Linked DNA regions of Mus musculus: regions 1, 2, 3 and 4 are each linked to region 5. The links are chromatin contacts, called in public promoter capture Hi-C maps. All regions are on one chromosome and are shown on one strand. Each heading gives the region's core, a stretch centred on a gene start, on an enhancer-like site or on the middle of the called end of the contact. The rest is flanking DNA. Distances are from core to core; before and after follow the strand shown. Region 1 holds the start of Jarid2 (jumonji, AT rich interactive domain 2). Region 2 holds the start of Iars (isoleucine-tRNA synthetase). Region 3 holds the start of Ninj1 (ninjurin 1). Region 4 holds the start of Cenpp (centromere protein P). Region 5 holds the start of Dek (DEK proto-oncogene (DNA binding)).

Region 1 (5,358 bases), core at 1,915-4,414, 2.4 Mb after region 5:
AGTAACAAAATCCTCAAACTCCAACCATATAGAAGGTTAAAAAAAGCTCTTCCTAAATGCAATTTTCTTTCCTTTCACTAGCATGGGTGTGAGTGGGAATTACAGTGATACGTCCCACAATCAAAAGACCTAGAACTGTGGAGTGAAAATATTCCTGTTAAGGAGCCTCACCCCTGCTCTCCTGCCCCTAAGTAGTTTGAGAAGGTTCAAGGGCACTCGGTGAGGGGTAAAAGGCTTCCCAATGCTCACCTGCTGGGACCTGGAACACTGACTCAGAGCGGAAGGTCCAGGTCGGGCACATCCCTCACAGGCCCTTGCCTCCTCCCACGCCCCGCACCGCACAGCACAGCACCGCACTCCCGGAGCTCCTACTCAGGCAGCGCCTGGAACCTCCCGCCCGACTTTTGACAGCACGGAGGAAAGGAAGGTTCCACTGGGCTGTCCCTTTGTGACGTCACAATGACAACAGACAGCGGCAGCTCGCGAAGGGGGAGAACCGAGGACTCAAAGCCACTGGGGGCAAGGGGCGGAGAGAGGACGTGACGGCCCGGATGGGGGGTGCAAAGGCGCAAGGCAAAAGAAGGCCGCGGGGAGGGGAGGGGGCGCGCTGACGTCTCTCCTGCTTAACCTGTTGCTCGAGACTGCGCTGGAGCCCGCGGGCAGGGCGGCGTAAGAGCTGAGCCTTACGCGCGGCGGGGGGCGCCCGAGGCATCTTTCCCTTCCTCACCCCCACCACCACCACCCCCTAGCCTCACTCACCCAGCCCGTCCCGCCCCGAGTCAGCACGCCGAGCCACCCGCGAGCCCCACCCACCCGCCCAGCCAGAGCACAACCCGGAGTCTGCCCCCTACAGGCCGCCCGCGCGCCCGCGGCCCGAGCCCGGGCTACGGCCCAAAGCGCTGTGGGCCCCGTGCACCCTCCCGGCCGGCTGCGTCCGGAGCACCGCGTGAGCAGACTCGGCTCCCGCAGCAGCAACTCACGCTCTGCCTCGCACAGCCACCGCCGGCTTGCGGCCGGATGTCCAGACTCCACAGGGTCCGCTGGCCTCCAGCAAAAAAAAACAAAAAAACAAAATGCCTACCCACGGTGTTCTCCAACTTATCGGGGTCCGGGATAGGGTGGGGGTTCTCGTCCCAAGTTCTACCCCATATCCTTTGTGGCTACGTCAGGAGACATGCTCTGGGAAGGAGTCCACGCTCCAAGGCAAGGCTGTGTGTCCATGCAGTTTCTACACATCGAGTTTAAACTAGTCCTTTGCGCTTTACCCGGCCCACTGCAATGCGGATGTATTTTAATTCTTAAATTCCTTATGGAGTAGGCTTTGTAAGTTGAGCTTCATTTAATCTTACGTTTCTTTCAAGTTAAGTTTACGTGTATAGATTAGGATCAGCTCTCCGGGAGAAATTCAGGTTTTCCATTAAATGTGTGTGTGTGTACACATTTAACAAAACCACTGCCCAGAAGGTCATCTCCCATTATACACTCCTCTCTAACCAAAAAGGAAAAATATTAAGACCAAATCATCGACCCTAGTTAAATAAAACTTTCTCATAGGGTCGCATTGTTCTTTATTTATCTTCAAGGGCCTTTTTTTTTTCTGGGGGAAAAAAGTGTACTTTGCTCTAAAGCATACGCAGCTAACCACCGGATCACTCGAGTGCATATTTGGTTAATCCCCTGGTTTCCCTCTCTACTCCCTCCCCCCAAACTTACAAAAAAAAAAAAAAAAAAAAAAAAGCCACTACACAAAACAAAAACACTCCCTATGCCAAGCAAGACGCTGCTATACTGTGCACAAAACAAACCTAACCATCACAACCCAATCTCAGAAACCCAGTTTTCAGGGAGAAATTATTCGTATTAACATGCATTCACTCAGGCACACATATACTTTTACATGAGCTATGTTTTTCCCCTCAAACTAGAAACCATGAATCTTTAGAACCAAAACCAGCCTCTTTATAAAAGTCAATACCAATAAATGCATTCCCAGTAACATGATTCCCAACTGGGTCATGTTGCAAGCTAGATAAGCCAAAAGGGCCACATATATTAAATGATGTGCCAGTGCTAGAAGATCGCCATAATCGTACTCTGGATTGCAACTTAGCTTCCAACACACATACCTTACACGATTTTCCAAATAACACTAATAACAGGCTCATTTGTATGCAAAGTGCAATATGGGACCAAATCCGCCCGAGAATGCAGTTAGATCACTGCGGGGGCCCCCACACACAGAACCCCAACCTCCACCAAAACCCCTTGCCTTTCACCAAAACTACATCAACGTTGTGTCATTCGAGGTCAATTTATATACTTGAGGTATCTCTACACCAGTCTGTTTTCTCAACCAAACTAGGCAGACACGACTTTGCCTGAAAAGCCCTTTCGGAAAAGAAAGAGCTTTATCGGACGCTGTTTAAAACCTTTCAGCTGCAGAATTATCTATAAACTTGACATTCACAACCATCGCTTAAAACTGCAAGCCAAAGGATGTGTTGTTAAGAGCACTTACGTATTTCTTCTGAATGATATTCCTCTTGGGTCTTTCCTTGCTCATTCTGAGATCCAAATGCTGATTGCAAAAGGGGACAATTGCTTCATGAATTTAAAGCCGTCAGAAATTTGCAAAAAAATATCCTGGTGGTTTTTATTGTTGTTGGTGGTGGTTGATCTTGTAATCCGACTTTTCTTCCTCTTCCCCCAAAACCAGATTCGCCTTGAAATAAATCCGAAATTGAGAAGGATAAAAGAAAAAATATAAAAAGAGCCAAAGACGAGCGAAGCAAACAAGAAAAATTCACTTTAGTAAAACACTCATAATGGAAAATTTCCCCCGAAACATACAACAGACACAAAAAAAGAAAAGAAAAAAAAAGAAGAAAAAAAAAAAAACCGACGCCCTTCACTCCCCCCCTTTTTCTTCCAAAAACTACATCAGCGAAACGTGAAGGTCCTTAGTATCTGATCTGTAGTTACATCTTGAAGAAGAAAAAAGGAAAAGATAAATTTAAAATGTTGGAAGTCACGTTTGTGCTGCAGCAGCAGTGCGAGCAGAAGAGTCAACTCCAGCGGCGGCGGTGGCGGCGGCAGCACCACAGCGGAGGGCTCGCCGAGTCTCTTTTTTCCAAGCCCCTTAACCAATGAGAGAGAGGCTAGCCAGCCCAACTTTAAATGGACTCTGCTTTTATACAAGTTAGGGCTCCTCGGCTAATTCGCCACCTCCCGCCAGCCGAAAACTCCCACAGCTGAGCCCCCCGCACGCCTGCCTAACCTCTGCCCACAAGCCCCGGCCCGGTGCGGAGAACTCCCGCAGCCCCGTCGACGAGACCCCGGAAAGGCCTCCACGAAGCCTCTGCGGGCCGCCCGTCAGGCGCCTCTCCCACGCCGAGCCCAGTCGTGGAATTGAGAGAGGCTCCCTAGCTCAATGCATGGCACGCTCGGTCGCTCCACCTCAGCCCCTTCCCCCCCCCCCCCCCCACCCGCAGTCCGCTCACCCAACAGTCGCCGCATGCAAACCTTCGCCACTGCCCTCACGTCTACCTGCAGCCGGGCAGCTGGGTACCAGTGCCCCAGGACGCCCGGCCCGGGGGAGAGCCGCCTATTCCCGGGGCACCTTAGAATAGTCCCCTTGATCTTCTGGAAGTTGTAGTCCCTTGACTACAAAATGGCTATGGCCACGGAAGCGAAGAACTACAATTCCCAGCGTGCCCCACGCCTCCTGTCACTCAACTCCCTTTTCCCCGATCGCTTCCCCCTCCCCCTTCCCCGGGCCCTGCCAACAAACGCTTGGACGTGTCCCGCGTGCGACACTGCTAGAGGCTGGCTCGGGATTGGCCCGCGGAGCGTGTGGTCCGGGAGCGAGGAACTCCCCACGCCGGCCCCGCCCCCCAGTCCCCTCCCCGCGGGGGCCGCCCTCCCGGCCCGGCCCGGCTCGGCCCGGCCCCGCGCGCCCCGCCCCGCCCCCACCCCGGGCGCGAACCGCCTGTGGAATCGAGGAATCGGCGCGCGAGAGCGCGCCCGCGGGCCCGCGAGGGCAAGCCGCCAGGCTTCCCGGGGGAAAGGCCTCGGAGCGTGGCGGCGGCGGCGGCGGGGGGCGGTGTCAGCGAGGGGTTGGAGCGGGTCCTCAGCCAAACTGGGCCACGCACCAAGAGGGATCCTCGCTCGGTGCGAACTCGCTGATCGGCAGCGCCCGCTTGCTTCAGCCGTTGCCGGCGGTGTCACCTCAGGACAAGCGCCCGTGTGCCGAGCAAGCGGGCGGCCGCTCGGCCGCCGGGGTGGTCCGAGGTCACGGCTCCAAGCCGGCCCGCGGCCGCACGCGACCCCACGCGCGAGGCAGACGCGGCTGGGGCAGCCTCCCGGCGAAAGCTCGCGGCCTCGTGGTCGCCGGCCCGCGTGCCCGCCCCTGTCCCCGGGGCCGACGCGACCCTAGGCCGTCGCCGGTGGCTCCGAGGTGAAGCCCCGCCGTCCCTGGAGACGGTGAAGGGGGTCTTTACCCTCAGGACTAGGGCTGTCCGCGACCGAGACTCCCAACGCCGAGGTGAAACCGTGAACGGAAAAATGGAGACCGACCCCCCAACACAGGCAGCCCGTAAGGAAGCGTCTCGAACACTGAGTGCCCGAGAGCCCAATGGTCTGTGCCCCGCAGCCTTACCTGCCCCAGCCCCTGCCCTGCCCAGGCTCGCCAGTCGCTCAGATCAATGGATCGCAGGCCCTGCTGTCGCTCTCGGGGGCATTCGCAGGAACTTTAGCACGGCTCCCAGCCTCGGCGCTAATTTCCTGGTTCTAACCTATGGTCTTCAAGGTCCTGCTTTTCAAATCTGACTGGCTAGCCTCAGGGAAGCGAAAAGGCTTGGAGCCTCTCCCATCCACCTGCAGACACACATTGGCTTCTTCCTCTCTCTCCTCCCGGGCAGTCGGTTCCCAAAACAAGCACTCCCGAGTCACGACCATTCCACTGTTAGTCGCAACAGGGCAACTTAGTCATGGTGTCTAGAAGGTTCTAAAAAAGCGAGTTAACACCTATGGATTCAGAGGTCACAGTGGCCACTTCAGACAAGTTGAGCGATGGCTTTCCTAAGCTGCTCAGTTTCCACATCTGCAAGTTGATTCCGGCCAAAGCTTATGGAGAGGATTATAAAGTAACAAAACCCTAGTTTAGAACCATGCAGGTTATTGGACTGTTTCATGAGTTGACATAAGACACCCTTATTTTTAAAAAGTTATACCTCATTATTTGTCTTATTTTTTAAGTTTCTAAAACTCATGTTCATTTTACAAGCAGAAAAATTAATTGCCTGTGTGTCTTAAATAATGCACAAATTGTTCACTGTTTCCGTTTGGTTGGAATGATCG
Region 2 (4,725 bases), core at 1,945-4,444, 2.6 Mb before region 5:
AAACAAGCTGGTGACCAGATTTTTAAGCCAAAATTCAATAAGAAGGGGAAAGGTTTGCTAATGATGAAAGAACAAAGAAGACAGAAACCTATGCTCTCAGGAATCCCAGCAGCCAAGTGTGGCTGATCTAGGCGAGAAGGTCTACACACCTCAACCAGACTTGAAAGCAGCGGAGTTTAAGCCTGAGGCTACCAGAAATGTTTGCAAGCAAAATAAACAAAGATATATTTCTTAAATGTTCATTAATTAATTTTTCATATTCAAGTATCTCTTGAGTGTTTTATAGGAAAAAAAAACCTAAAAACCAAAAAAAAAAAAAAAAAAAAAAACCAGAACAAGACAGGTGGGACATTTACCTAAAATAGTCCATTTCAACCAGAGCACAGAATTAGACATTACTGAGAGATGCATGGCATTTTGGATCAGCTGCTACGTCAGGATTCAGCCTTTCAAAGACAGAAAGAGGTTTCTGCATTTATTGATTTACCAAGGGTCCTTCGGTTCGGTGAGTAAGACGTTGGTAAGAGACTGTTAGGTCTACACATTCATTTTGCCACTTCTAATCGCCTGCTGTGACTGCTCCTGACTTTGGGAGCCATCAGAAGCGCAGACTCATCAGGGGTCAGGATGTGTGCACTTAAATTAGATCCCTAGGAGAGGCTCCTTCAGAACACACTTGGAACACTATCACTCACAGTGCCCTGATGATCCAGTGATTTCTACCCCACCCTCTGTTAAGAACATGAGATCTAAACTTTCTGGGAAGCAAGAGGAGAGCTTTTACTGGACTTCCTATGCTGCCTCTGCTGTTCTCCAAAGACTGAGAACCACACTATTGTTCCAGCAAATACAAAGGCGGGGTGCAACAGCACAGACCGTTGTAGGAAGAACAATGTACCAATGACCGGGCTATGGCAGCTGCTGAGAAGAAACAGCTCCCATGCATAAATCACAGGGTTTTTCTAGCCCATTGTATCCACTGGAGAACCGTACCTGCACAACAGCCTCCAGCAACCACAGGGCAGTTTGGGGGGTGGGGGTGGGGGGCAGATGTGGGTGGAGAAGGGCCGGTAAAACTGCCAGGTTATGCACAGAAACCCATTTTCCTTCCACACACAATCCAAGCCTTTCTTCCTTATTTTGTAGTCCCTTCGGGACATTTTAGCTCTGCTTCCTCCTCTGCGATTTCATTTCCTTTTTGAGGCAGTCCCATAGAGTTCAGGGTGGTTTTGAACTCCTTGGGTAGCTGGGGATAACGCTGACCTTCTGATCTGGTGGCCTGTACCCTCCTGAATGTTGGGATTACAAGTGTTTTAGGTTTTTGTGTGTTTGCTTGTTATTTGTTTTGGTGAGAGCCCAGCCTGCTTCTGCTTCTGGAGTCTTGGGATCAAAGGTGTGCTGTGCACCACAACTTTCCAGCTCACAGGTGTGCTTTGGGGGGCCTGGGGCTTGAACCCAGAACCTTATGCACACAAGGCATGCACTCCAGCTACGAACCATAGTCTTACCTGACCGTTTAGCTATTTATACACTATTTCCACCAACCTTTGCTTAAGATGATCTCAACTTATCTTGACAAAGTATCCCACAATGCCATGGGTGCTGCTGCTTATGTTGACACACACCTACCATACCATCACTTGGGAGGCTGAGGCAGGAGGACAATTTGAAGCCAGGCTAGGCTCCACGGGAGAGGCATACATCATCATCTTACTTTTTACACCTGACGTCTCTTTTAACTCTGCTAAAGGGATCCACTATTCATCTCTCTAATGTGCACAGGTATTATCTGCATGTATGTTTCATGTACCATGTGTGTACTGTGTTCCACAAAAATGGCATTTCATTGTCACTCTGGGTGTCTCTTCAGAGGAACAAGTGACTAAGACATCATCATCATCAACAACAACAACAACAAAACACAAGCCAGTCAAACAGAAACGCCCCTCCACATCCACGGGGTACTGGATTCAGGATCTGTTGGAACACCCAAATACAAGGATGCTTAATTCTCTTATAAACATAGTATTAGCCTATAATTTACATGCATCTGCCGGTGTATTTTAACTAATCTTTACTTATCCTACCTAATACATTTAAATCCTAGATACACAATTGCTATACTATATTGCTTAGGAAATAATGACCAAGACATTACGTTTGTACACGTACAGTACATGTCACTACTACAGACCTAACCACATAGCATGAGCACTGGCTGGTTGAAAGCCCAGATGCAGAACTAGTAGTTAGAGAAGACCAACTCTATACTTTCTACCTATACACTGAGAAACAAAAGAGCAAGTCTCAGATACACTAGTTTGCATTCTGTGAGTTTCTCAATGATTTCGGCTTATTTCTCTAACACAGTAAAAAAGAGAACAAATTCATGAGGTTGAAAACGAAGTTATTCTCTCACATATTCATCACGCACACGTCCCAAGCCAAAATGACAACAACGACCCCCTCATCTTCTGTCCAGACAGGATAGATTTATATAAACCTTGGAGTATAATCTCTGCCCACCTTCAGTCCAAGCCTATAGGAGACCCGGATAAGTTATCTCTTCACACCTCCAAACCCCAATAGTTTGTTCTGTAGGGCCGCCAACAGTGAGCTTAAACTGCATTAGCAGATTCTGTGAGCCCAGGACAAGCGTGCAGCGCATAACCTACCTACCTTGGTACCGAGAGATAAGTACACGCGAATCCCAGCACAGTTGGGAGAAGCCCAGACTCCAGAAAGACTCCTAGGTTAGTTCTTTTAAAACACCTAACTTGGCAGTGACCTCAATCAGATTCCGATCTTCTCTCGGATACTATGTCACGCTGCATTCTCACAACTCCCTGCTCATAAGCCACCAAGGTCCCACTAAGTGAAGGGGGTACTTCTAAGGATCTCAGTCCTCCACCCAACGAGTCAGGCCAGAATCTGCGGGCAGCTCTGAGTTCTGCAATGTTACTCTCCCTCCACGAAAGCTCTCTGGAAATAGCTTTGTGCCCGCAGCTCACTCACAGTGAGAAGCAGCGTGCTCCTTTTTCACCGCCTCGTGCTGTCTGGAGGTTGTTACACGGGCGGGCCTCACTCTGCGGCCCAGAAGGACAAGAGGGTGCGGCTTACCTGGGAACCCGGAGAGCTCGCTCAGGTTGCAGCCTGCGACCACGTTCCGCGTCTGGAGGTGATGCAATACTGACAGTGCCAGGCTCAACCCCTCCGCGGCGCCCAATCAGCGTGTGCCATCCAACACCTACAAACAACACGTGTGGCGATTGGTCCGTGCATAACTGCAGAGCAGGATGGGAGCGTCCCTGCAAAGGAAGGAGAAGACGCTCCAGAGCCCTAACCCGGCAAGTCAGTGGCTACTCAATGTGGCAAAGTTTTTGCCTTCTAAGTCTTGGCCTATGAACGAGAGACACCCTTTCGTCCTGGGTCCATATGTCAGTACTCTCTCTCTCTCTCTTTTTTAAAAGGGTTTGTTTATTTGTACACAGTCTCCTGCCTGCATGTATTCGTTGTAAGCCAGAATGGTGAAAGCTTGGGGTTGAACTGGAGACCTCTGGAAGAGCAGCCAGTACTCCTAACCTCCGAGCCATCTCTCCAACCCCAGTATTCTTAAATATATGTCAATATATGTGAATATTATTAAATATATGTGAGTATATTTGAGATCTGGACATTTGACGCCATATAAAATTAGTTTAGACTCAGGGTCTCTTGTATCTCCTGCTGGCTCCGGAACTCCTAAGCAGCTAAGGAATGACCTTGAACTGCAGAACTTTCTGCCTCCACAATGGGAGTTACAGAAATGTTCCATCACGCCTGTTTTTATATGGTGCGGTGGATAAGCCGGCCATTTGTGCACCATAGCCACACACTGCCAACTGAGTTAGATTCCCAGCTGTGATGGCATCTAAAATTTATGCTACATATGAAACTTCTGACAAGTGACTCCCACAATTATTTTGGGAACAGTACATATTAACCTGGAGACTACTAACCATGTGGTAAATGGCAAGAGAAGGGAAGAGGGTCTGACAATAATCTGAACCCTTTATTGAATGTCATTGCAATGGTTCTTTTCATTTCAAAATTTTGCTTATGTATCATTACATATCTACTTAGTACCCTTCGGATCCGGCCTAGAACAAATGAGAACGTTGACACCAGTCTGTGAAAGTAAGTTTTGGCCTTGATAAATTGACAGCGTTAATTAGGTAAATAAGTGCCTATTTTATTAATGACAGAAAAACAAAAACAAAAAAACGGATTTGGCCTAAATGAAGTAGAAATCTCGGCGAGTTTTAGAACATTTTGATAACTGTTGAGTGTTTTATTCAACAGTTCTAGGCCCTATGGTGTCGAAAATTAGATGCAGTGTTTGCCTGTGCTTCTTGCTTTCTTAATTATGAGTATCCTTATTAACCAGAAATATTTGGAGTTTTTAAGCTTTGCATTCTTTAAATTGCCAATTGGTTCACCTCATGTTTATCCTCTGATCAGCGTGCAGAAATAGAACAAAGGTCCCTGCACAAAGTGAAAGAAACTTATGTACCCATAGGTAGTGTAGACTGGACCAGGCTGTTTAAAAATTGGATTGAGAAACACTATAAACTACTGTTGGGAAGTAAAGGAACAGTTCGTCTAGAAAATAGGTAATTAAAAAACTTTCGCTGGTCGTGGTAGTGCACGCCTTTAATCCCAGCACCCGGGAGGCAGAGGTAGGTG
Region 3 (4,994 bases), core at 1,277-3,776, 2.1 Mb before region 5:
ATGACCTAGAGACCTGAGATATGGCCGTAGCTCCCTCAGCCTGCGTTCCCTGAGGAGCAAGAAAGCAGGGCAGGTGCCACAGGGTTATGGTCCAGTTCCATCCCAGCCACCTCCCTCTGGCTGTGTCTAACATGAAGCTGTCCCCAGCGTCGTGGTAGGAGTATGGCATTTCCACGTTTAACTGGTGTTTACTGTTTCTCAGGGGCCAGGTGACAGTGAGCTAACTCACCAAAACTGGATCAGGCTGTGAACACTAACAGGGCCTTTAGCTAACCGGCTCTGGGGAACCTAGCATCTGGAGGGGTGTGGGCAGAGCTTCCCCAGTGTTACACTTGACAGGAACCAACCAGGGTGGCTCTGCGGGGCCTCAACTACCTGGGAGGTAGTGGCACCCCTTTTTCCAGAGGGGAAACCGAGGCTCCCTTGGGTTCTCATCCTGGGGACAGTGTTGTCCTTCCCAAACTTCTATGGATGCCACCATGAGACCATGGAGAGTGTCTCCATAGCTAACGCCGCCACGTACTGCGCTCTGCCGCAAGCATTTCCTTTATGTCAGCCATATAGTTTTCACTTAGCAGAGGCACTTACTATGATGCCACTTCGTAGATGATAAACTGAGGCACAGAATGCTGACACGACACACCTTAGAAAGTTGGGAGGTAGGAGCCTGAGGTTGGGAAGGGGGACCAGGCATTGAGCAGGGCAGCCTTCAAAGTTAGCCACACCTCAGAGAAGCATCCTGTGTCCCCAGAGACTCTAGACAAAAATCTCCCTCCCACCCAACCCTGTACAGTCTCAGTAACGAGCCTCTGGTCTCCACTTGTACTGTTCCCCTGACCTCTTCCACTCACACCAAAGGGCCAGATCTGTCCCTCCCCTAAGCCAGTGCAAACACCTCCACCACACAGGGAGCCTTCTCTGACCTCTTTGCTCCCTACTAACCACTATGGCAGGCAGGCAGGCAGGCAGGCAGGCAGGCAGGCAGGAACCCTGCATACCCTTGAGAACCTAATTTAGTTGATTTCATTCTCCTAGTTGGCTCTTCAAAGAAATGGCGGGGGAGGGGGTGGAATATCTCTCTCCTTGTTCCCAGAGCCAAGACAGTGACCCCTGAGCAATCCAACCCAATCTCTCCTGTGTCTGTGCTCAGAATTCTCTTGGGAGGCACAGCTGATCCAGCTGTCTGCAGAGCTGAAGGGGGAGGCTGCTGCTCAGAGACAGCCAGTTTCCCTTCAAATCCGCAGCTGAACCACGGGCCCACCTGTTCCTGATTTGCATCCCTTGTCCTTAAAGGCCTAGAGATCACTGGTTCTTTATTGTAGACCCACATACAAAAGGCCCAGACAGTTGATGGGCTCCCTAAAGGAACTCAGCCCGGGGTGTCCCTGGCCCACTGCTTCCGGAGTGTTCACACATTTTGGCAGAGCCCAAGTCTCAGCTGGCACACCTGAAGTAGTCCCAGGAGACGTTGGTGTTCCCTGTTTCCACTATATGGACCTGGGCAGAAAGTCTCTGTTCTGGTTTATTTTGCACCGCAAAGACTTGTGGAAAATCCCAGCCTGGTGCAATTCCCCACCCCACTCCACCCCATCCCTGGGGGGGGGGGTCGGAAATAGAAGGAATGTCCAAAGTCAACATGTCACCGAGGGACAGAGGGCCATGCGGGGTGGTACAAGTGAAGGCTCGGCCCTGGCATGCTCAGGCCCTGCCCCGGAGGTAGACTATGAGGTGAGGGGTCAGGAAAGATGGTCCCTCGACACAGGCATCCGACCATCGCTGTGGCCTTAGCAGGCTAGGCAGAGCAAACTCGAGGCAGGTCCTTACAGTCCTAGAACTAGCACCCTGACGATCGAGAGGGTGGCGTTCTGTTTTTCATAGGCAGGTGACAGCAGCAGAGACACAGCCACGGGTTTCCCCCTTATCACTGCTGCAGACGACCGTGTGGTCACCGTGTGGTGACGTAGCTGTCTGCCTGATGCTAGCTTCCAACCAGGAGGCGGTGACTCTTCTCCCGCCCACCCCAAGGCACGCAGGAGACAGCCCGGAGGCGTTGGAAGTTGGAGGATGGTGTGGGAGGCAGGAGAGTCCCGGAGAGCGGAATGCCAGCCTTCTCCACCCGAGGAGTGGTGCCAGCCAGACGCGGGCTCTGCACAGCGGGGCGACGGCAGCAAGCTAGACCGCCCGGCGCCTCTGCCTACCTGCTGTGCTGGCCCCAGACCCGTGGGCCACCACTTGCGCTAGAGACAGGTCAAGCACGACTTTGCCCGGAAGCAGCGGCCACCACCACCCCCCGCAGTGCGGACGCCGCGCGAAACCGGGCCAGACGCCCACAGGTGCCCGCTGACGTGCCGGGCCCAGAGAGGGCGGCGCCGGCCAAGGTCACACAGCAGCCGGGGCAGGAGGTGCTGAGAGCTTACCAAGGCGTCGGGGGAACCGGGGGAGCCCGGGCGCAGGTCGCCGTTGAGCTCATACTCCTCAGTGCCCGACTCCATGGTGCGGCCGCCCGGGCCGCCCAGCACACGGCCTGAGCGCACCCGCGCCTCCGCCACGGGCTACGGCTGTGCGCCCGCCCCCGGCCCGCCCCCGGCCCGCCCCCGACACGCCCCCCGCGCGCGGCCGCCCCCGGACTCCGCCTCCACCCGGGGCGGGCCGGGGCCTAGACGCCAGCTGCTGGAATCGCGCCTGAGCAGGATAGCACTTCTCCAGCGGCCTTGATGTCCCCAATTCTCAGGCTCCTTCACGATGGCTAGGGCAAGCAGCCCAGCGCCTGTCCTCGCGATGACATCGGGGGTCCCCAGGGACCCTGTCTCAAAGTTGTTGATCAAACGGGCCCCCCTCTGAACTTTGAACATAAGCACTTGATCTGTTTAAAAGTGAGGCCAAGGGCGAGGCACATGCTGCCCCGTGCTGAGGTTTTTTCCTTGGGGAGGACACGCCCTGAGGCTGTAAGTCCCTTCAGGGTAACTCAACACAGGAAAAGGGTGTCAACGGTTACTCCAGGTTTCCACTTTAGAGCCCTCAGCTGTTCTGCCTGGAGAATAGAACATATGAGGGAGAGCCTCTTGCTCTGGGTCTAGCTTGCAGCCAGCACCCCACTGTGCAGAGCCTGCGTGTGGCTGGCACTGGTGGAGAAGGCTGGCATTCCGCTCTCCGGGACTCTCCTGCCTCCCACACCACCCTCCAAGAGAGACCAGGGACCAGAGGGAAGCACAACAGCTTTAGTGTCCAGAAGAAGCTGACATCATAGCCCTGACATCTATACTCCAAGGGTATGACGTGTTGGTTGGCTACTGCAGTTCGTGGCCCAATGGACCTTTGTGCCCCAGTACCATGTCTTTTCCTGGCCTAGGAAGCTAGATGGAGTGTGATGGGGTGCTGTCGTCCGAGGAGACACACTAGATGCAGGAGTAAAAGCCAGTTGCTGTGCCTTCTTCCTTCCCACCCTGGCCTCACTCTCAGGCCCCATGCTTTGCCTGGCCTCAGGGGTGCCACACTCCTCTCCTGGTATCTCCTAGAGTCTCAGAAGGAATAAGGACGATGAGACTCTTAGGGAGATTACAAGCTGGGGCTCAGAACTACCGTTCCTTGATGGAGTGGTTCACCTTCTCTTTATGACCCTTCTTGCCAGCTTGTGTCTTAGCATAAGGCTGGAGTTTGCTAAAGGCCAAGTGAACCTGCGGACCCTCTGTCCCCTGTCTCACATCCAGAAGGAAGAGGATTAGAAATAAGAAATGGAGCCAGCCTGGTGGTAGAGGTGGTGGCACAAGCCTTTAATCCCAGCACTTGGAGGCAGAGACAGGTGTATGTCTGAGTTCGAGGCCAGCCTGGTCTACAGAGCAAGTTCCAGAACAGCCAGAGCTACATAGAGAAACGCTGTCCCAAAAACAAAAAAGATACCTGGGCAGAAGAGATGGCTTAGTAGTTAAGAGTACCGGCTGCTTGCAGCTCTTGACCGTCTCTCACTCCTCTTCCAAGGCGTCTTACATCCTCTTCTGGCTTCTGTGGGTACCAGACATACATGCAGGCAAAACACCCATCTACATAAAATAAAATGACAAAGAAAATTATTTAAAAAGAAGAAAGAAATGGTACCCAAGGCTGTCTGTATGCCAGGTCCTGTTGCAGGCATTACAGGCTGGAGCTAGACAGTAGAAATCTGTCCTGTGGAGCAGATGGACAGTCAGACACAAATAAGAGGCCAGCACTTTGTGAAGCCTGGTGCCATACTTCTTAAGAACAGGGCTAAGGGGTGAGGAGGGCTGGAGAGACGGCTCAGCAGTTATTAACCCTTGTTGCTCTTGCAGAGGTCCCGAACTTGATTCCAGCACCACATTGGAGGGGTCATAAGCACTCCAGCTCCAAGGGATCTGACAGCTTCTTTTACGCATGCATTGGTGTGAAATTTTTTTATTTATTTAATAAATAGCAATTATTTAACAATTGTTTTTGGGGTTTTTTTGTTGTTGTTTGTTGATGTTTTTTTGGACACAGTCTCACTATGTAGCACTGTCAGACCTGGAAACTCACTATCTAGATTAGGCTCCCCTCAAAGTCACAGAGAACTATCTGACTCTGCCTCCTGAGTGCTGGCATTAAAGGCATGAGCCATCGTGCCTGCCTGACACAACTTCAGATACACACACACACACACACACACACACACACACACACACACACATCTTTAATCCCAGCACTTGGGAGGCAGAGGCTGGCAGTCTGGTCTACAGAGCCCATTCCAGCACAGAACTACACAGAGAGACCAGAGAGACCAGAAAGACCCCTGTCTTGGAAAAAAAAAGAAAAAAAGACTGCAGAGGCAACACAGTTGGTAGAGTGATTGCTTCAAGTGTGAGGGCCTGATTTTGGTCTCCAGAATCCACCTAAAGTGCCTGGTACTGGGGTGTGCAGATTTATAATTCTAGGAATAGCAAAATAGGAGCAGAGAGAGACATGGGTGGATCCCTGGAGCTCATTGCCTGTTTGCTGTCCCCAGT
Region 4 (4,762 bases), core at 1,211-3,710, 2.5 Mb before region 5:
AGACTTTCTGTGAATTTCCTACCAAAAAAAAATTTTTTTTTAAGTTGATTTAAATCCTTATCCAGAAAACAATATACATCTCAACAGCCCTCTCTTTACTTCTTTTTTTGAGACAGGGTCTCTCTATTATATAGGACTGGCTGTCTTGTAACTCATTATGTAGACCAGGCTGGCCCTGAATATACATCTGCCTCAACCCCTCGAGGTCTAGATCAAAAAATATCAAACACCACATCTAGCCTTAAGAAGCTATCCAAGCTCAAAAAGTGCATTCATAGATATTTATTCTTTGAAAGAAAATACTTTTTACCTCACCTGACTAAAGTCTGCATTTTTATAAACATGATCAAAATATTTCAAAATGAGTAAAAAAAACAAAAAACCCTGAAGTAATCAATTCAGACACCTCTTAACAGTATATTAGTGTGTAATCAGTTCAGACATCCTGATTGTTAGTGACACTCTACTTAATAAGATAATGTTAGAATGTTGACTCCGAAAATTCAAAGTACAGATGTTTTAGAAATTCAAATGTTTTATACTTTTTCTGGTTTCAAAATTAATTTTCATATGAAATAATCCAGGAAGCCATATATGATGTTTAGCGCTAACATTCAGCTCTGGGGTTGCTTCTCCTGTAATATCATTGACCTTGTCTGTTTTTAACTCCCTCGTGTTACAGATTTACCTTGGTCATCTTTCCGAGTGATGATCTCCACGTCAGAAACTTCTCCAAATCTGCCGAACTGATTTTGTAGGTCTGTCTCAGAAATGCCCTGTCCAAGTCCACCCACAAAGAGGCGCTTCATTTCTCTGTTGCCTTGCATGGATGTTGGGCATCTATCTGGAAAAGTTAATTTTGGACAGAAAAACAATTTAATAGTTTTCCAGAAATTTAACACAACTCTTTCCCCTGAAACTTCTGTGCCAACTTCATCTTATGAAGCTATGTCTCTTCATATGTATTGCTTTCAGATTTTATCAGTGGAGATTTTACAAAGGCCCTCCATCCACATTCTCAATGAACACACTTTGCAACTGCACCTAAGTACAGCACATCCACACATCTTCTCCCAGATGTTTTCTCTAAAACAACCACAGCTATTATATCTTATCCTTATTGATTTTTTATTCGAAGTACTGCCCTCCCCCATTCATTTCTACATTTTTACCTTAACATATACTGGCAAAAATAGTAAGCTAACGGATAAAAATAGCTTCATCCTGGAGCTCCAGTCATAACAAAGTCTGCAATTACAATAGTATGGCAAAATACAAGTGTCCCCTAAGCGCTGTTAAATCACAAAGACGGCAACTTAAGTTATACCTAAAATATGTTTCCCCACTGTGTGCCTGTATTGTTCAAAGCAGTCTGAGTGGATCTCATCGGTCAGGGGAGTAGGAGCGGTTACGGCTTTTCCCAGTGCCACTTAGAAAACAGTAGTGGTGACAGCAAGGATCATAATGAAGTCTAATTTTGGAACCCGGAATTGTTAACACTGTCCTACCAAGATTGCTGGAAACGTTTTCCAGAGGTCGCTCCATCTCGTTTAGCTCTCGGCGGATGTTCAGCTCTTACTCAAACCTTTCTCAAAAGTTGGCTGTCTCCTTCCAAGCGAGATCACTAAATAGCGGCAGAAGCCCAAAGCAAAGGCCAGCACTCTGGGAAAAAAACCTACAGTGTACCCCTTCTTGGTAGCCACCGCCCCATCCTTCCAGCCCTGCCCTCTCTCTTCGAGAAGCCCCTAAGGAAGGAGAGGAGAGGCTAAGCCCAATAGCCCATCACTTCTCACGAGCAAACACTCTTCCTCAGGGCGCTTGTCCGACTCAGCTCAAGCCCGGCGTAGCACTTAACGTCTAATAACACGTGCCGGCAAGTGCATTTTCCTTTCCTTCCTACAAAGTTTCCAACCCAATCTCCTAAGGTTCCGTTATCCCGCAGTTCCAGAGGGCTCTTTATTTCCTCCGCCTTCGCTTTTACTGACGTTCTGTTAGTTCTCCTCCACGTTGTAAAACTGACAGAGTGTGAGAAAGAAAAATAAAAATCGGTAATTCCTACAGAAAAGACACTCCGCCGCGTGGTTCCTGATTTCCGGTTCAAGTAGGCGGAAGTGAAGAAGCGGAACCAAAATAAAGAGACTCCTTTCCTCGTGCTTCCGAGAATCCGCCCCCTTCGGTGACGTAAGAGCTCGGCTGGCCCAGTGGCCGTTAGACGGGATGGGCGGCCGTTGGAGGGTGACGTGCAATTTGGAACGAACCAACTCGCAGAGGCGGCGGGGGTGTCTAGACGCTCGACGCGACATTTCGCGGGCCGTCAGGCTCGGGAACGTCGTCCGAGGCCGTGGGCGTGGACGCGCGACTCCCGGCAGCCTCTCCCCCCGTGAGCTCGAGAGTGGTCCGTTCCAGGAGCGCGCGCGCTCCTTGAAGTCTCCTGGCTGCCCGAGGCGCCCAGACTGCCATTCTCCGGGCTACTTCACCTTCAGGGTTCCACGTCGGTAGCCATGGATTCCGAGACCCGCGAACTGCGCGCCCTGGAGGCGGAGGTCGCAGCGCTGCAGCGAGAGTGCAGAATGCTGCAAAACGCTGGGGAGAAGGCGTCCGGAGCCTGGTACGTGGCTCGGGTCCATCCCTCCCAGCCCATGCCCTGTAGCACCCCGCGGACCTCTCAACCTTATGACAGTTCTGGACTCCGACTCCCTCACCCCCCCAAGACCCATGCTCAAGAACGTGGTGGGAGACGTCCTGAAATGTGAACTTGAATCAGTGTTCTGGGAGAACGATGACCTCATGAGTGTGTGAACGCTGCGTTTGGGGCTTATGACTTGATTATAATCAGCAGAAAATAGTTTCCTTAAGGGTTGTTTTCGCCCAGTTGATGAGAATCAAAGGGAAAATCTGGCTTTTCTTTAAGCAGTCTTTGCCTTCGGGAGAACAGCATCTAGATAGCTGGTTTTGTTTTGTTTTGTTTTTCTGGGTTTGGAGACATTGTTACTCTGTAGGTCAGGAACTGGCTCAATTTGATTTCAAACTCAAGAGTCTTCTATTCCGCAGCCCCCAACTCCCACACACAGTGTTGGAGTTATTACCTGAGCCACCATACTTGCTCTTGTCTAGTTGGGATTCCCTCCTTACTCTGGTTTCATGGATTTGTTTTTGTGACTCATCTAACGATGTAGTTAAGGGGCCCTGACCTTTTTTTTTTTTTTTTTTTTTTTTTTTTTTTTTTCTGCATTATGTTAGAAACATAAGGGTTGGGGGTATATAGCCCCAGGGCAGGGCAGCCTAGCATGGTCAAATTGGTATATATGGCTAATGCCTTCTATAGGAAACTGTGATAGTCTTCTGATTAGTTACTATTGTTAAGCCTTATTTAAAGGTAGTTGATCTGAGTGTTAAATAGTTAAATAGCTTGCCTAAGGTCCTAGAGAAATCCAAAGCCCAAGCATTGCCCATTCAAAGAGAGAAGGAAGGCTAGAACTAGCAGTAACTTAGTATCTTAAACATGGAAAAAAAATACCTTTTTTATTAGGTGTAATTTGGAACAGGTTCAGAGAACCTTAGTGCAGGAAACAAATTCTAAAGAAAGAGAACGTTGTTAACTGTTGAAAGAAAGAGGGAGATGTGTGTGTGGCCTCCAGCTGTGCATGCTCTTCACAGCAAGAATGGAGATGCCTGCTGCTGATTCAGGGATGGCCCACAGACTGGAAGCATTAAGATTAGAGTTGGGGAGCCTGCCAGGCTGACTCCATCCCTACTTACCGAGTTTAGAATTTATATTTTATCAACACAGCCTGCCCCTGAACTTTTGAAAAGTTCTTTGTCAGACCATGGGAAAATAGTTTCTTAACCCACCAGAAGATGTCATTGTAAGCCCAGTATGGTATAGTAGATTGGTTATGGAATCTGGGACTCCTCGGTAATGGAACTGAAAAGTTAAGAGTCCAGATTAGGGAATACATTAAATGTCAATCCAAAATGTGTAGATTTAATGATTTTTTTTCTCATTTTGAAGGAAGATTGAGACCTGTTTCCTGAGCTACTTAATTTATTATTATTATTATTATTCCATTTGTATGCTATAACATATTTATGGAGGTCAGAGATTGAATAGACATGTCCAAGTGACAGTTCTTTCCCTCCAGTGGCAATAGAACTACAGGTTTGTGCAGCAAGTACTTTTGCCTGCAGAGCCATCTTATTGATTCTCCAAGATACTTTTAAAATGATCCTGATAGTTGAGTGGATTGGCAGCCAGAATATTGGAACTAAGTTGTTTAGTTATATCCCTGTGTCCATATTCTTTGATGTAAAAATTGAGTGCCTTCAGAACTTGGTTTTGCTATTGGCTGGAGACGGCCAAGGCGTGTAGAAGAGAGAACTTTAAATATGGGTTTCACAGATGAGAGAAAACTAGTATTTGCCTTTCTGGTTTATTTAGTGTGATTTCCTGTTGCATCCATTTTCCTGATTTTCTGAGATGTTCTTTCTCTCTTTCTTTCTTTCTTGGAGTAATCTTTTTTGTCTTACCATGACACTTGTCCTTCAGACCCTACAGAAGCAGCCTGTACCGTTTTACTTGGCAGTCCCTAAGCTCACCAAGCCTGCTTTCACTACTTGTATGTCTGAGTACTACTGTGTCTGGTGCCCACTGGAGGCCAGAACAGGGTCTTGGGTTCCCCTGGAACTGGAGTTACAGAGTGTTGTAAACTATCATGTGGGTGCTAGAAGGAAGAATGGGGTCCTCTGGAAGAACAGCCAGTGT
Region 5 (5,211 bases), core at 939-3,438:
TGGCCTTGTTGAATATGGGTGTCACTGGGTATGGGCTTGAAGACCCTCATCCTAGCTGCCTGGAAGCCAATCTTCCACTAGAAGCCTTCAGATGAAGATGTACTCTCATCTGAACTCTCAGCTCCTCCTGCACCATGCCTGCCTGGATGCTGCCATGCTCCCACCTTGATGATAATGGACTGAACCTATGAACCTGTGAGCCAGCCTCAATTATTGTCCTTGTAAGACTTGCCTTAGGTCATGGTGTCTGTTCTCAGCTGTAAAACCCTAAGACAGCTTATTTGTAATTTTCACTTTGGTGATCATAAATCTCAATCCTAACATCTCTAAAATCTTCCTTCTCCCAATATGTCGTCTCTTCACTCTCATCCTCTTATCCCTTATTTCCCATGTCCAGTAATGTAGATAATCCTTTTGGTTTTGTTTTTTTGTTTTGTTTTGGCTTTTCGAGACAGAGTTTTTCTGTGTAGTCCTGGCTGTCCTGGAACTCACTCTGTAGACCAGGCTGGCCTCAAATTCAGAAATCCACCTGCTTCTGCCTCCCACGTGCTGGGATTAAAGGTGTGCGCCACCACTGCCCAGCTTAGATAATCCTTTAGAGCATACCATGTCTCTCTCCGCTCTCATTCCTTTAATCACTGACCTTTTAAAAGGAAAGCCCCCCTGCTGGTACTCCAGATCCCCCTGTGACTGCTGCATCACTACCACACAATCTATGTATTTTTGCTTAATGTCTCAACTACAGTCTCGTCTTCAAGATGGCAGGCCTGTTATGATGGACAGAGGATTCGGTACTTATAAAGGAACGGATGAGAATGGTATCAAAACAGTGATGGCCTGGAGGTAAGAGAAATACTTGACCAGAGATAAGTGATGGGAAGGACCGAGTTCATTGATGACAATAGGAAGGAGCAGCCCTGGCAGTGGAAGAGTAAATCCTAGATAGTGTGAATGACAGCCATGTGCAGGAACATGAGGGAAGGCATGTGTGACTGACAGGCCAACTGTGTCAGGGAGCCATCAGACAGAGGGTCAGCAGCCAGTTAAGTAGCATCTTACACGTTGTGATATGGAAATTTGGAGGTTATTCCAAGTTATGATGGGACCATCTGAGGCTTATAAGCAGAAGATCAAACTAAATAAAATAGCTTTGGCTGAGGTGTGATTAGTGGGAAAAGGCAGAGAGAGTAGCCCTTGGAAAGGGCTCTGTTGCAACCCAAACTAAAAAACAAAGAAAGGTGAGCAGAATCAGTAGAATGGGAGATGGCTTAAGATCTGAAAGCAAAAATAGCAGGACTTTGCGTATGTTTACAAAAGGGGCACAGAAGAAAATAAAGTCTAACTTTTGTCCCTCAACTTGGAGACTATTATGGCAAATGAAACCAATCATATTTCCACCAGGTTGACTGGATAAAAAAAAGGGAGGGAGGGAGATTATTCTCAGGGTAGGGAAAAAATGAAGACAATCACATAGGAGAGCACGTAAGGAAATGTTGCTTTTAAACTGTGGACTCTAAAAGGTATCAGAGGGCTTGCCTAGAATTCTTGACAGGAGAGTGTGGCTGGACAAATACCGTATCTGCATTATAGGGGAGACCAAGGGGGCTAGAGAAAGGAAGAGGGTGAATCTGTCTAACATTCACCGGTTTGAAACCTATTTATGTCGCTGGTGGTGTGAGCACTTAACGTGGTGGGTCCCTGTCACGGTGCAGCGTACCGGCGACGGGAAGCCTCGCAAGTAGGTCTCATTTGGAAGCCTTCATCTCGAACGACCCCTCGGAAACAAACGTGGTGGCTCCGAATCAACCCCGTCCGCGGGGTGATCGCCGCGTGAAGTCGAGTCGAGAAAGACTTCGGCGGATCCCTCAACTTCGTCACCTCCAGACGCTCCCCGGCTCCGCGGCCCAGGACGGCCGGTCATTTTTCTCCCGGGATCGGGAGGCTGGAAGCTCGCAGGCCCCCTAGCGTCCAACCGTTCAGCGCGGAGGCCCCGGCTCGCGCCCGCCCGCCACCCCGTGCACCCACCCAGCCACCCGCCGGACGCCGCGACCCGGGTCCTCCCGCGGACCGCAGACCCCCCGAGACCCCGCCCGGGCAGCCCGCGAGAGACGCCGCCGCCCCGCCTCCCGCCCGCCCTCCCGCGCGCGCCAACTCCCAGCGCCGCGCGCTGATTGGCCGGCGCCTTCCCGCTCTGCTTCCCGAACCGCCATTTTGAAAATCTTGTTGATTCTGAGGAGCGGGGAGAGAGAGAGCGCGAGAGAGAGCGAGCGCGCGGCGCGAGGACCTCGGCCCCGCGCGACTTCTACACAGCGGCGGCCTTCTCGTGCGCACCCGCGGTGAGGACGGCGGCGGGGAGGCGCCGGGGCAGCGGGGAGGGGACGCGGCCAGAAGCACTGAGGCCCGCCGCGGGGGAGGGGACTCGCAAGGCTCGGCTCGCCTGGGCCACACTGGCCGGGCCCGAGCCGGCCCGGGGCGGCGCAGGCCGGGCGGGAGCGCGCGCGGGCGGCTGAGAGGGCGGTGCGGTTTCCCGCCTCGGGCATCCCCGGGGAGGCGGGCCGAGTGACAGACCCAGGGTAGGCGACTTGGAGGGGAGCTGACGCTGGGCGCTCGGCACGCTCCATGCCCGCGCGAGCGAGAGAACCGAAGCGTGCGGCTTCCTCCCCGCCCGCAGGCCCCCAGCATGTCGGCGGCGGCGGCCCCCGCTGCGGAGGGAGAGGACGCCCCCGTGCCGCCCTCATCCGAGAAGGAACCCGAGATGCCGGGTCCCAGGGAAGAGAGTGAGGAGGAGGAGGAGGATGACGAAGACGATGATGAAGAGGACGAGGAGGAAGAAAAAGGTGGGTGGGCAGGGATACGCATCCCTCACGGGTGGATTTTTTTTTTTCCCACATCAAAAGTTTCCCCTTCCCTCGCTCCTTTTGGGAAACAGTTATCTTGCATTTTAACGCTTAGAGGCGTCAAGTCGGAGTGGTGGATTTCACGCGAATGCTAACAATCAGTGGCAGAGAATCTGGATTTTTTTTTTTTTTTTTGAGTATTTGCCAAGGTTTCGGTGCAAGTGTAGCAAGAGCCTTTTCCCGATGCGCCTTCAGAACACTTCGTCGTTCGTTTAGGGAGTTTGTAAGTCTGAGATCCGCTTTTTGAAGTTACCCCGAGGTTCCGTAACGAAACAACACTGCAAGGCATTCTTGCAAATCCTGGAAATGTTTTCATTTCCATATTCTCGGCTGTGTGTAGCTGCTGATTCCCTCCCCCGCCCCTCCCCCATAAGGGTTCTTGTGGGAGTGCTTTTCTTTGCCGTGAAAGTTGTTGCTGTTGGAGAAAGTAGTTTAAAAATGAGAAAACTGAACTGAAAGTTAGAACGGGAGCCCGCAGCTCTCTCGGTTTTGGGGACTGATTCTGACCCAAGGAGGGTGGTAAGAAGCCTCATTTGAGTAGAGGCAGAGCGGGGCGAAGAAGCATTGTGTCAGTCAGAGTGCATGCATCAGTCTACCCGACAGGCTCAGCTATTGGAAAATCCAAGGCACAGCTTCACAATCTAGCTTAATGGTGCAGATGGCCACAGCTCAGCCAGACTTGGGAGCAGGCCTAAAGGTTAAAGTGCTCTTCCCAAACTGTCATTTCTTTTCTTTTCTTTCTTTTCTTTCTTCTTTTTTTTTTTTATAAATACCATCTAGGTTAAGAGGACAAGGCATACTTATTATTTGAAGTGGTATGTGCTCTAAGACCTTATGGGAGCGTGTCATTTAAGTACAACCTTGGCTTTAATTATAAATCTTAATAAGAATTGTTTAAATTGCTTTTAGATTATTTATAATTGGTGTGTTCTATAAAGTCAATGATGTGGTGTTTTAGAGCATGGTATGATGGCAGTGTGTGCTAAGGCATCCCTCCTCCCTGAGGTACCAGCCATAGATAAGTGTAGTGTAGAACAGTTTATTTGGGGCAGGGGAGGAGAGAGAGCAGCCAGGAACACGTGGAGAGAGAGGGGAAGGGGAGAAAGTGAAAGGGGGCAGAGAGTTAAGAGAGTACAAATAGACCCTTTTATAGCCAGCCAGGCCTACCTGGCTGTTGCTAGGTAACTGTTGGGCGGAGCCTAGAAAGAATGCTAACAATAATGACTGAAAGTTGACTGCACTATCAGTATAACTAAGACTTTAACACTTTTACAGGATTTGTGTGTGTGTGTGTGTGTTTTTGTTTGTTTTTCTTCCTAGTGGGGCAAAGTTGTGATACTAGAGTTCTAGAGGTGGTGAGTTTTCTTGGGCAGAAAGAAAGTGAGACATTCTGTATAAAAGGCCCAAACAGTAGTGTCTGGGGAGGCTGTCATTGAGTGCTTTAGAAGATCCTGGATTTCATTCTAGCTGAATAAGTTGGTTGTGTTTTTAAAAGTGCTATTTGTAGGTTTAGTCCTTCACAGTTTTAATCTGGTTCCTTCTTACTCAGTTTTCTCTTTAGGGACATTCCAGGTAACTGGAACGGCAAGTTTCTATTCTACTTGTCCCAGAATACTTACCTTCAGTATGATGACAGAGAGGTGTGGGGTCAGTGAAATTACTGGTCTGTGAAGTGAGGCGAGAATTGGAAGTGAGTTGGGGGAGATGAGAGGCCGAGCTGTGACTTCGCCTTTCCTCTATAGTGTTTGGATGCTGCTGCTGTTCTGTAGAAAACCAAGCCTGCATGCTTGGCAGTGATGCTGAGGTCTTTTGGATGTGTTGTTTGGGTTCCTGTAGGACATAGAGGAGCTGTCAAGGTTACAGTGGGGTGCAGTCATTTGAAAGCTCTGCTCCAGGTTGGGCTTCTGAGAACTAATTTGTAGATCTGATCCAGAGCAAGTGAATGACTTGGTACTAAGAGGCAGTCGGGTGACTATAGGAGCTGTTCCACTCAGTGCTGTCTTTCTCCATTTATTCTCCACAAATCTTTATATCCCCCAAACCTGACCTATCTTGGAAAGCCTACACTAATGTTTTGATTCTTTTTCCTCCCCAAATAATAATCCCCCTTCAACTCACAAAAATTTTGTTTTTAAGCTTTCTTTTTATTTTCTATATATGAGTGTTTTGCTTGCATGTATGTGTGTACACCACCATGGTCCGGTATCCTTGGAGGCCAGAAGGTGCCTGGAGTCAGAGAGGGTTGTAAGCTGCCATGTGCTCAGTGGCTAAACACTGGTCCTCTGAAAGAGCAGTAAGTGCTCTTAACCACCGA

What was found. Promoter capture Hi-C pulls out the DNA fragments that hold promoters and counts their contacts. Capture Hi-C pulls out chosen DNA fragments and counts their contacts.
Region 1: a contact with region 5 is called in a promoter capture Hi-C map of erythroid cells, with 6 times the contacts expected there. The contact joins the promoter of Jarid2 here to the promoter of Dek in region 5. A contact is called at or near these places in 2 of 39 promoter capture datasets (erythroid cells and hippocampal neurons).
Region 2: a promoter capture Hi-C map of pre-B cells shows a contact between it and region 5, with 4 times the contacts expected there. The contact joins the promoter of Iars here to the promoter of Dek in region 5. A contact is called at or near these places in 2 of 39 promoter capture datasets (the C10 cell line and pre-B cells) and 1 of 115 datasets of contacts at active chromatin or transcription factors (embryonic stem cells).
Region 3: a contact with region 5 is called in a promoter capture Hi-C map of pre-B cells, with 3 times the contacts expected there. The contact joins the promoter of Ninj1 here to the promoter of Dek in region 5. A contact is called at or near these places in 5 of 39 promoter capture datasets (the 3T3-L1 cell line, hippocampal neurons, liver and 1 more), 1 of 115 datasets of contacts at active chromatin or transcription factors (bone marrow-derived dendritic cells) and 1 of 9 other capture datasets (adipose tissue).
Region 4: a contact with region 5 is called in a promoter capture Hi-C map of liver, with 2.7 times the contacts expected there. The contact joins the promoter of Cenpp here to the promoter of Dek in region 5. A contact is called at or near these places in 2 of 39 promoter capture datasets (liver and pre-B cells), 3 of 484 Hi-C or Micro-C datasets (B cells, CD4 T cells and embryonic stem cells), 1 of 115 datasets of contacts at active chromatin or transcription factors (large pre-B cells) and 2 of 9 other capture datasets (adipose tissue and liver).

The regions. Positions count from the first base shown.
Region 1 is chr13:44,729,077-44,734,434 of GRCm38.p6, reverse strand. Jarid2 (jumonji, AT rich interactive domain 2) reads right to left here and starts at 3,164. Exons shown (of 18, transcript NM_001205043.1): 1 at 2,519-3,164. The coding sequence starts at 2,563.
Region 2 is chr13:49,680,599-49,685,323 of GRCm38.p6, reverse strand. Iars (isoleucine-tRNA synthetase) reads right to left here and starts at 3,194. Exons shown (of 34, transcript NM_172015.3): 1 at 3,121-3,194. It overlaps Gm25394 (a small nucleolar RNA gene), which reads right to left and starts at 1,023; the gene lies at 891-1,023.
Region 3 is chr13:49,185,061-49,190,054 of GRCm38.p6, reverse strand. Ninj1 (ninjurin 1) reads right to left here and starts at 2,526. Exons shown (of 4, transcript NM_013610.3): 1 at 2,418-2,526. The coding sequence starts at 2,492.
Region 4 is chr13:49,650,429-49,655,190 of GRCm38.p6, reverse strand. It overlaps Cenpp (centromere protein P), which reads left to right and starts at 2,460. Exons shown (of 8, transcript NM_025495.3): 1 at 2,460-2,608. The coding sequence starts at 2,502. Nol8 (nucleolar protein 8) reads right to left here and starts at 2,113. Exons shown (of 17, transcript NM_001271397.1): 1 at 1,509-2,113; 2 at 689-844; 3 at 1-18. The coding sequence starts at 1,545.
Region 5 is chr13:47,103,198-47,108,408 of GRCm38.p6, reverse strand. It overlaps Dek (DEK proto-oncogene (DNA binding)), which reads left to right and starts at 2,188. Exons shown (of 11, transcript NM_025900.2): 1 at 2,188-2,336; 2 at 2,672-2,837. The coding sequence starts at 2,681.